2 separate regions of the Danio rerio genome follow, and region 2 is linked to region 1. A link is a contact called in public Hi-C data. All regions are on one chromosome and are shown on one strand. Each heading gives the region's core, a stretch centred on a gene start, on an enhancer-like site or on the middle of the called end of the contact. The rest is flanking DNA. Distances are from core to core; before and after follow the strand shown.

What was found. Hi-C and Micro-C count contacts between places; a contact is called where the count stands out from the background.
Region 2: a contact with region 1 is called in a Hi-C map of embryo, with 1.8 times the contacts expected there. The contact joins the promoter of pax3a here to the enhancer-like site in region 1. A contact is called at or near these places in 2 of 18 Hi-C or Micro-C datasets (both in embryo).

The regions. Positions count from the first base shown.
Region 1 is chr2:50,610,805-50,614,771 of GRCz12tu, forward strand. No RefSeq gene overlaps it. Among named protein-coding and RNA genes, the nearest start is that of pax3a, 68 kb to the right of the region's middle. Within about 2 kb of position 1,962, at least 17 of the 62 cell types and tissues checked have an H3K27ac peak or open chromatin away from gene starts, as enhancers often do.
Region 2 is chr2:50,678,587-50,682,553 of GRCz12tu, forward strand. pax3a (paired box 3a) reads right to left here and starts at 2,066. Exons shown (of 8, transcript NM_131277.1): 1 at 1,706-2,066; 2 at 765-1,000; 3 at 1-47. The coding sequence starts at 1,790.

The DNA.
Region 1 (3,967 bases), core at 712-3,211:
TTATTATTAGAAGCTAAAACAGCGTAATTTCAAACTACAGCTGATCAAATAGTTATTAAACTGGTAAGTGATATTCTAAGTCGATCTCTCACTTTTGTATATTGTAGTACTGTATTTATATGATATAATTGTAGTGTATTGAGTGTGAGATGGAACTTGCATATCGGGAATGTGCTGTTAAGTATGAATAATCTTAAAATGTGAGCAAAATCAGCTGTTTTGTCATCACTTTAGACATTACGCTAGAGAATTATTGAAATACTAGCTCTAAAGTGACATTGGTGAATTACTAACGGCTTCTGCTGTTCTGAGTTAGCTCCAGGTGTGATAGATTGGTGGAAGAAAGTAGTTCCTCATACAAAAGGGTTTATAGACTTTCCATGTTTGATTTTCTTTTTTACATACATGATTATGCCGTCGAACTGTTGTCTAAACGCAACGCCAACACACACTTCCCACCAGTGCCGATATGCAGTCACATCGCACTGCTAGTCGTGCTAGTCGTCATATACTGTATGCTAGGGCGGCACGATAATGATAAAATTTGTTTTGTTTTTCTGCAATATATATATATATATATATATATATATATATATATATATATATATATATATATATATATATATATATATATATATATATATATATATATATATATATATATTGTGATATGAATACAATTTCACCAGATGACCTCTATTTAGCAAGTAAAATAGCACTGCATAGACTTCATTGTATAAATAATTAAAGAAATAATATCTTTAATATCTTAATAATCAATTAAATTATTAAAAAGTCACAAAATATACAATTTCTTGTGCCTGAAATATTTTAACTCTCTTAATAGGGTCAAACAGTCGCAGCCAAGCCTTAAAAACAACATGTAAATGATCAACTTTTGCTCCAGTATGGGAAAAATCTTCAATGACTATATGGCTCCTGGTCAACTATAATTCCAACTCGACACTGCAGATCCTGCGATGTGACTATTGTGGATGCACACATTGCGATATTAATAAAATGATATATTGTGCAGCCCTAATATATGCACAAAAAACATGCATGCACTTTTTAAATTTTGTCTAAAGTTTTAATAAACTTTATAGAGCAGTAATACTAGCATGAACAGTACTTCACAGCAAAATATCACATTATGATGATCACAAACCATGCCTATCCTGACTGCAATCAAACATTCATATCCTTATTTAGTTTTCTATATGTTCTCCTTGTATTTTAAGCATCAGAACATGTAACTCGAACCATTTGCGCTGGCATGTCTAATTTGACTGTAGTCTCTTTAAACTTAAATACAGTATAATACAATAGATTTGTAATCACTCATTCATTCATTTTATTTTCGGCTTAGCCCCCTTATTAATCTGAGGTTGCCACAGCAGAATGAACCGCCAACTTATCCAGCATATGTTTTACACAGCGAATGTCGTTCCAGCAGCAACCCATCTCTAAGAACCCGAAGTAAGCGGAGGAAACCCACGCAAAGAACGCGGGAAGAACATGCAAACTGCACACAGAAACGGCAACTGACCCAGCGGCCTTCTTGCTGTGAGGCGACAGCACTACCTACTATGCCTCCGCATCACCAGATCTGTTTTCATTTTCCTTTATTAAATAATCATATTTATGTTACACGAATTCATGATTAGACTCATTTTAATTCAGCGACCCATTAAAAACTTATCTGCAATAAATTGTCAGGTTGCAATCTACAATTCCAGAATAACTGCTCGAAAACCCCAGATTGATTTGCTTTTTCCACCGTCCTGCATGTTTGTGTATGAGCCGCGAGGTTCAACTGACCAAATTCCATGTCATTTATTACTGCGAGAAACAGCCTGCTGTCTTTCATGTTGTTTTTGCCCAGCGTTTCTCTCCTCTTTCAGAGTGACGCGGGGGAGAGGGGAGTAACTCTTGCCCTGTCAGCTATGCTGTGATTGTCTACTGATTTCAAAGAGTGTGAGGGGTCGAAGGTTAAGTTGTCTCCAGTATATGTTATTGTGTCTGACACCAGGCTCCATGCTGGAAAAGCGAGCGAAAGTGAAGGACCACAGCCTGCTGGATTGGCGGATGTGAAAAACAAATGTACAGGCATAAAGGTGTGCTACATTAAATTTTATGTTCAAAGCATATTTTAAACCGGTGATTCCAAACCTCTCAGGACCTTTAAACAGGCTCCAGGGGGTACTTGAAAAAATTTTAAGTGCTTCGACAAGGCTATAAAAAAGACACTTAAATAAAAATATGAGGGCAATTTAGGAATTAAGAGATCTGTTTAATTCAATAAAAAAATTGTTTCCTTTTGAATGTGGTGCCAAAAAAACAATAATACATTTTCTTTCAGTGGCTTTCATAATGGTTTTTGTGACTATTAAAAAAACATTTTGAGTTTAACAAAGAACTTTTGATCAAACAGTTATTAAAATATTATTTTTTAATCTTGGTGTGAAGAACCTGTTTTAATATCCCAAGGGTGTAGAATAAGCATGGACGGAGGAGATAACGAAAAAAAGCATCCACAGATTATTAAAATGTCCCCACCAATAATTTAATCACCTCCAAAATAAAATTATGCTTTAATTTTCCAGCCAGGCTTACTGGGCAAGACTACATTTCAAAGAATAATGTCAGTCACTTTAAGTCAAGTTTATAATGTCAGTCACTTTAAGTCCACATAATAGTAACCATTAATGTGCAATTAATAAAAAACTTTGTTTCAATTTTGGCCTCAACGAAGACTATGAATAAAAAACAATCGAGATAAAATGGTTGTTGTCTAATATGCCTCCCTTCCAGAAGTCTGCATTTAATCCTTGTCAAAGTAAAATCATGTAAAGTTACTTTTGCACCATAAGACATGCTTGATTTATTGTTGTTTTTATTACTGATTATATTTCATTTATTTATTTTTTTACGTTTTTTTTTTTTTTTTTGATAGAACATGTGCTGTTTGGTTTGCATGCTCAGAGAAAGAAATAAACATGAGCATATGTCATCTTTTAGCTTAAAGTGCAAAAATGGCAATATTATACTTGCAAAAATGTGGTGCGGTGATTATGCACAAATAACCCCTCAGTAAATGGAAGTCTTTATCAAACTACCTTTTTGTCAGACATTCCTTTAACTTTACATTTTAAATAGGCAAACAAAATATGAATATTATATATTTTTTTCGATTTACTTAGCCGATGAAGCTTAAAGGAACAAGTCTCATGTCTGATTTTACAATTAAGCATAGCACAAGATTAACAGATGGTGAAAAACATTTATTGCTTTTTTCATGTATCAGGCAAGTATGCTGTTATTATTTACTTTTACTAGGCCCACTAGTACTTTTTTAATCACTTTTGGATTGTAATTAATCTGATAATTTTTTCAACATTTACATTGATTAGATGCACATTTCACACACTTTTGCATTTGATTAAAATATATAACATTCAAAGTGCTGACATATCAATTAAAAGGCTATAAGAATGTTTGTTATGTCAATGCATAAACAGCTAGTAAAAAAGAAAAAAATATATGTATATATATATATATATATATATATATAAATATATATGTGTATATATATATACACACACATATATATATATATATATATATATATATATATATATATATATATATATATATATATATATATATATATATACAAACACACACACACACACACACACATATATATATATATATATATATATATATATATATATATATATATATATATATATATATACACAAGACCTTTTCTGGTCTTTTACTGAAGGAGTAAACCTCGGGACGTTTTTGCTGGGAAAATCCAAACGAATGTGATGTAAGCTGCCATGCTTCTCTCCACAGTTCATAGAGGTAAAGTTGGTTTTATATTCACACTTTAATACTTTCTGCTTAATAATATAGCTTAATTTCAGAAAAGCATTTTTTTGCAAATGTTAAATAGTGA
Region 2 (3,967 bases), core at 816-3,315, 68 kb after region 1:
CTCTTGTATTCTTCGATTTTCTTTTCCACGTCAGGAGTTGTGCTCTGCTTTTATTGCAATGGTAACACAATGGTTTATTTAATTTTGAGATCCTGATCTTTGTAACAACTAGAAAATATCTAACAGCACTATATAAAATGGTCAATTCACTTATGATACAAAGGTTTTTATTAAATAAAAACTGTTGTTTACTATATCAGAATATGATGTTTATTTCTCTGTTTGTTGTCATGAGGTTCAGTAAAATAAAATAAAAAATGTATTGCTCCTAAAATTTTAGCTTCAAAAATGAAAGCCAAGGAGGAACTTTTATTAAAATTCTGTTATTAGGCGTGCTTTAAATAATACAACAATCAAATTAATATTAGAATTTAAATCTAATAAAAGCAATTCACATAATTAATTTACATATACAGTATATCAGTAAAACTATTATTTTTAATGTGTGAACCATTAGATACGTTTATTAAACAATGGGAACAAAATCAAAGACAGCAAAGAAACTTAGCCGTGAACTAAAAACTAAACTCTTCATTTTGTAAAAGGTGTAATAGGGACTAACCAAATTGCATGTTTTTTTTATATATAATTAATAGTACCGAATTTAACCCAATATTTGGGTTACTCCATATTTTACCCAATTTCAGTTAAAACAACACAATGTTTTAAAGTGTACACGAGACTGCCAAAACATTATAATGAAGTCAGTAATAAAAAACAGTACTACCAATACATCAAATGACCTTTAAATTGTGATGTCCTACCTTGGGTTTGCTGCCACCAATAGCCCCGGGCCGAATGGAACCGGTCTCCTGGTACCTGCATAAAATTTTGGACACGCATCCGTGTGAGACTCGCAGCTGCCGGGAGATGACGCACGGTCGTATGCCGTGATGGGCCATCTCTACTATCTTGTGGCGGATGTGATTGGGCAAAGGGCGCCCGTTTATGAAGACTCCGCCGAGCTGGTTCACGCGGCCCTGACCTAAAGGCGTAGAGACTGCAGCAAAAGAGGAAAAGTCAGCGAATGACATTGTATGCAAGCTAAACGTGAAAGCATAATCGTAAAAAAAACTTGACAGCCTTTGACTGACCTGATATAAATATTATACAGTAATAAAGCGACTTCTATTGATATTAACAATTAGTTATGTATTTCAGAAATATTACTTAACCATAATAAAAAGCTGGTCTGCTTGTAAAATGTCAATGGTTAATAATGATAATAGCAATCTAAGTCATTACTTCTTACTACATATTTTAATTTTAAAATATATTTCTTAAGTACGTCAATACTGACAATGTTTTTAAAAATAAGATATTTTATAATAAATGCTTTGTACAAAATGTACGTCTAATATTGACTTCCTAAATCTAAACTAAAACTAGTTCACTTCGACTGCATTATGCAGTTTTCTCTGGATTCAGCTTGATTTTCTTTCAATGTAATAAAAAAAACTAATTCAGTAATTTTGACGCTTCAAAATAATTAGCTAAATGTAGTTTTTCAGTGTTAGCCTACTGACTAAAATATACTTACTAATTATATACAAATGCTAAATAAATTATAAACAATTAAATATTTTATTAATGTCATTTTCAGTAATGTCATTTCAATAAAATATCCATAAGATTAAATAGGTCTTTAAAAAACAACTTTGCGGATGTATCTAGTAGGCTGTGCTATAGCAAGCTAACACCTTACCCTCCAAGGAATAGCCACCTCTCGGGTAGTTTTGGGGTGGCGTGGGGCGCATCATCCTGGAAATGCCCCCCGCTAATGCGGTCATATCTCCTCTGCACGAAAAAAGGATGCACGAAGCACTTGATAGAAAAAGTTATCCAAAGAGAAAGCGCTAGTCGTCAAGTGTCAGTGGACTGCCTAAGTATTGAGGTCTTCAGGCGAAAACAAAAAGTCAACTTCAGAAGTCAAACCGTCGCTTCCAGTCCTCTGAAGTTATTCACGGATATCCAGGTTTTCAATCGTGGTTTATCTCAAAGCGGTTTGGAAGATAACACTCTCAAAGCTTGGTTCCGTTGTTGTTGACACACTTGTTGTTGTGGATTGAAACGGTGATCAGTGGCGAAACATTTTATCAGTTGTTGAGTTGTTGGCTCCTTCTGCCCAGCGAGGACTGTGATTGGTCAAAGAGGGAGGATCCAAAGACCTGGGAAAGCCTGCTGATTGGTCTAAATCCTGAAAGTTTCTTATGTTGTGACCTCGGGAGTTCAAGGGGATGTTTCACTGATAACACTTTCAGACATAAACTGTGATGCCGCAGGGCAAATTGGAAGATGTGTTGAGATAATACAGATGTTTTCTTCAATACCTTCTAAAATATTTATTTTAATAGAACAATGGTAGTTTGGTACAATGGATCTTAATAAAACAATGGATCTTAACGTTGTTCCTGGAAGCCCCTCCAAAAGTTGCAAATGTGGCTGTCTTGCTTATCATATGCACATATTTCAACTCATAAAAAAAGAGACACCATGACCTGAGATAGGAGTGCCATATAACCGAAACATTGAAAAAGTGCTGGACGCAAAGTTTGGAAAGTTCCACCGTTTTGCTTTCTTCTGCCACAACCACGGGCCTATCTATTGCATCGAACATGAATCCCATGCAAACCCCGAATTTCAAGTAAAAACCCAAAAGCTGCACAACACAGAGGTATTTATTGTATGCATGTGGACAGTAGAGTCTCTACAGAATGAAAGGAGCAGCTTGCGGGGGTCTCAGCAGGGTATGACGCCGAGAGTGCCGTAAAAGCTGTCTGTGGAGACCAACACAATTGCGAAGAACGTTATTTATAACGCAGAGACATTCAATATAGTCATCCATCCCACTCATTCGCTTGCATTACTCTACATTTCTCTCTCTCTCTCTCTCTCTCTCTCTCTCTCTCTCTCTCTCTCTCTCTCTCTCTCTCTCACTCTCTCTCTTTCCGTCTCACGTGCTCCTCCTCTGTTCCCTGCAGTCTCTGAAGCTTCTTTTCTTTCTCATTGAGAAACTCACGTCAGTCAAACAGGCCCCGTTCATTCACAGAGACCCCTGATCAATCAAACTGAACAAAACTTCACACTGTCAATAGTTCAAACAGAACTTCGAATATATACTCTTACAAAAAAAAGATTTCGTGTTAAAACTGCTTATTTAAAATTAGCTGAAACTACAAAACTCTTGGGATTTTGAGAACAACTTAATTGTTTTATGTTCAATCAACTTTTTTTATACTCGATTTGTGTTATGACAACATGAATGAATTGTGTGAAATCCTGCATTTTTTTACAGTGTACCTAAAACGAGTTAAAATAATTTAACAAAATTCCCTTTTAAAAAACCTGGATCATGACGCTTTGTCGGATTTGTCGGTTAATGTGACAAATACGCTGACTGTCATCTCGGAGTTATCAACCCGCAGAGACGTCGACAGTTCAATCAAGGGGTAAAGTGGCCTTCTGGTCCTCCCGGGAAGTGAGCATTATCGCATTGCTATGCACAGATGAGCATGTTTCGCGGCGGCGACGGATAAGCGCATGTTATTGCCGACCACGGTCCCAGGTGCTCCATAAACGGATTAGCGCAGCAGCGTGGAGAGCGGAGCCCGCGCGCCACAGGCCAGGCGGCCCTCAGAACAAGAGCCGCGCCACAGACACCCATGCTGACTTTAATTGACATCTGACCGCTTCTGCCGGATTGGCCTGAGGGACAAAACATCAAAAGTGATGTTATTGCGAATTAATATCTGAAATTTCCCACGTGAGATCTATCTATCTATCTATCTATCTATCTATCTATCTATCTATCTATCTATCTATCTATCTATCTATCTATCTATCTATCTTCATAAATGTTAAATTACTTTAAAACTCTTTACAAATAACATTTGATATTTTTGTTAAATATTCAAATATCAACAAAAATAGGAGTATGGTAAAGAAAAAAAAGTTTGTTTTGTTGTTG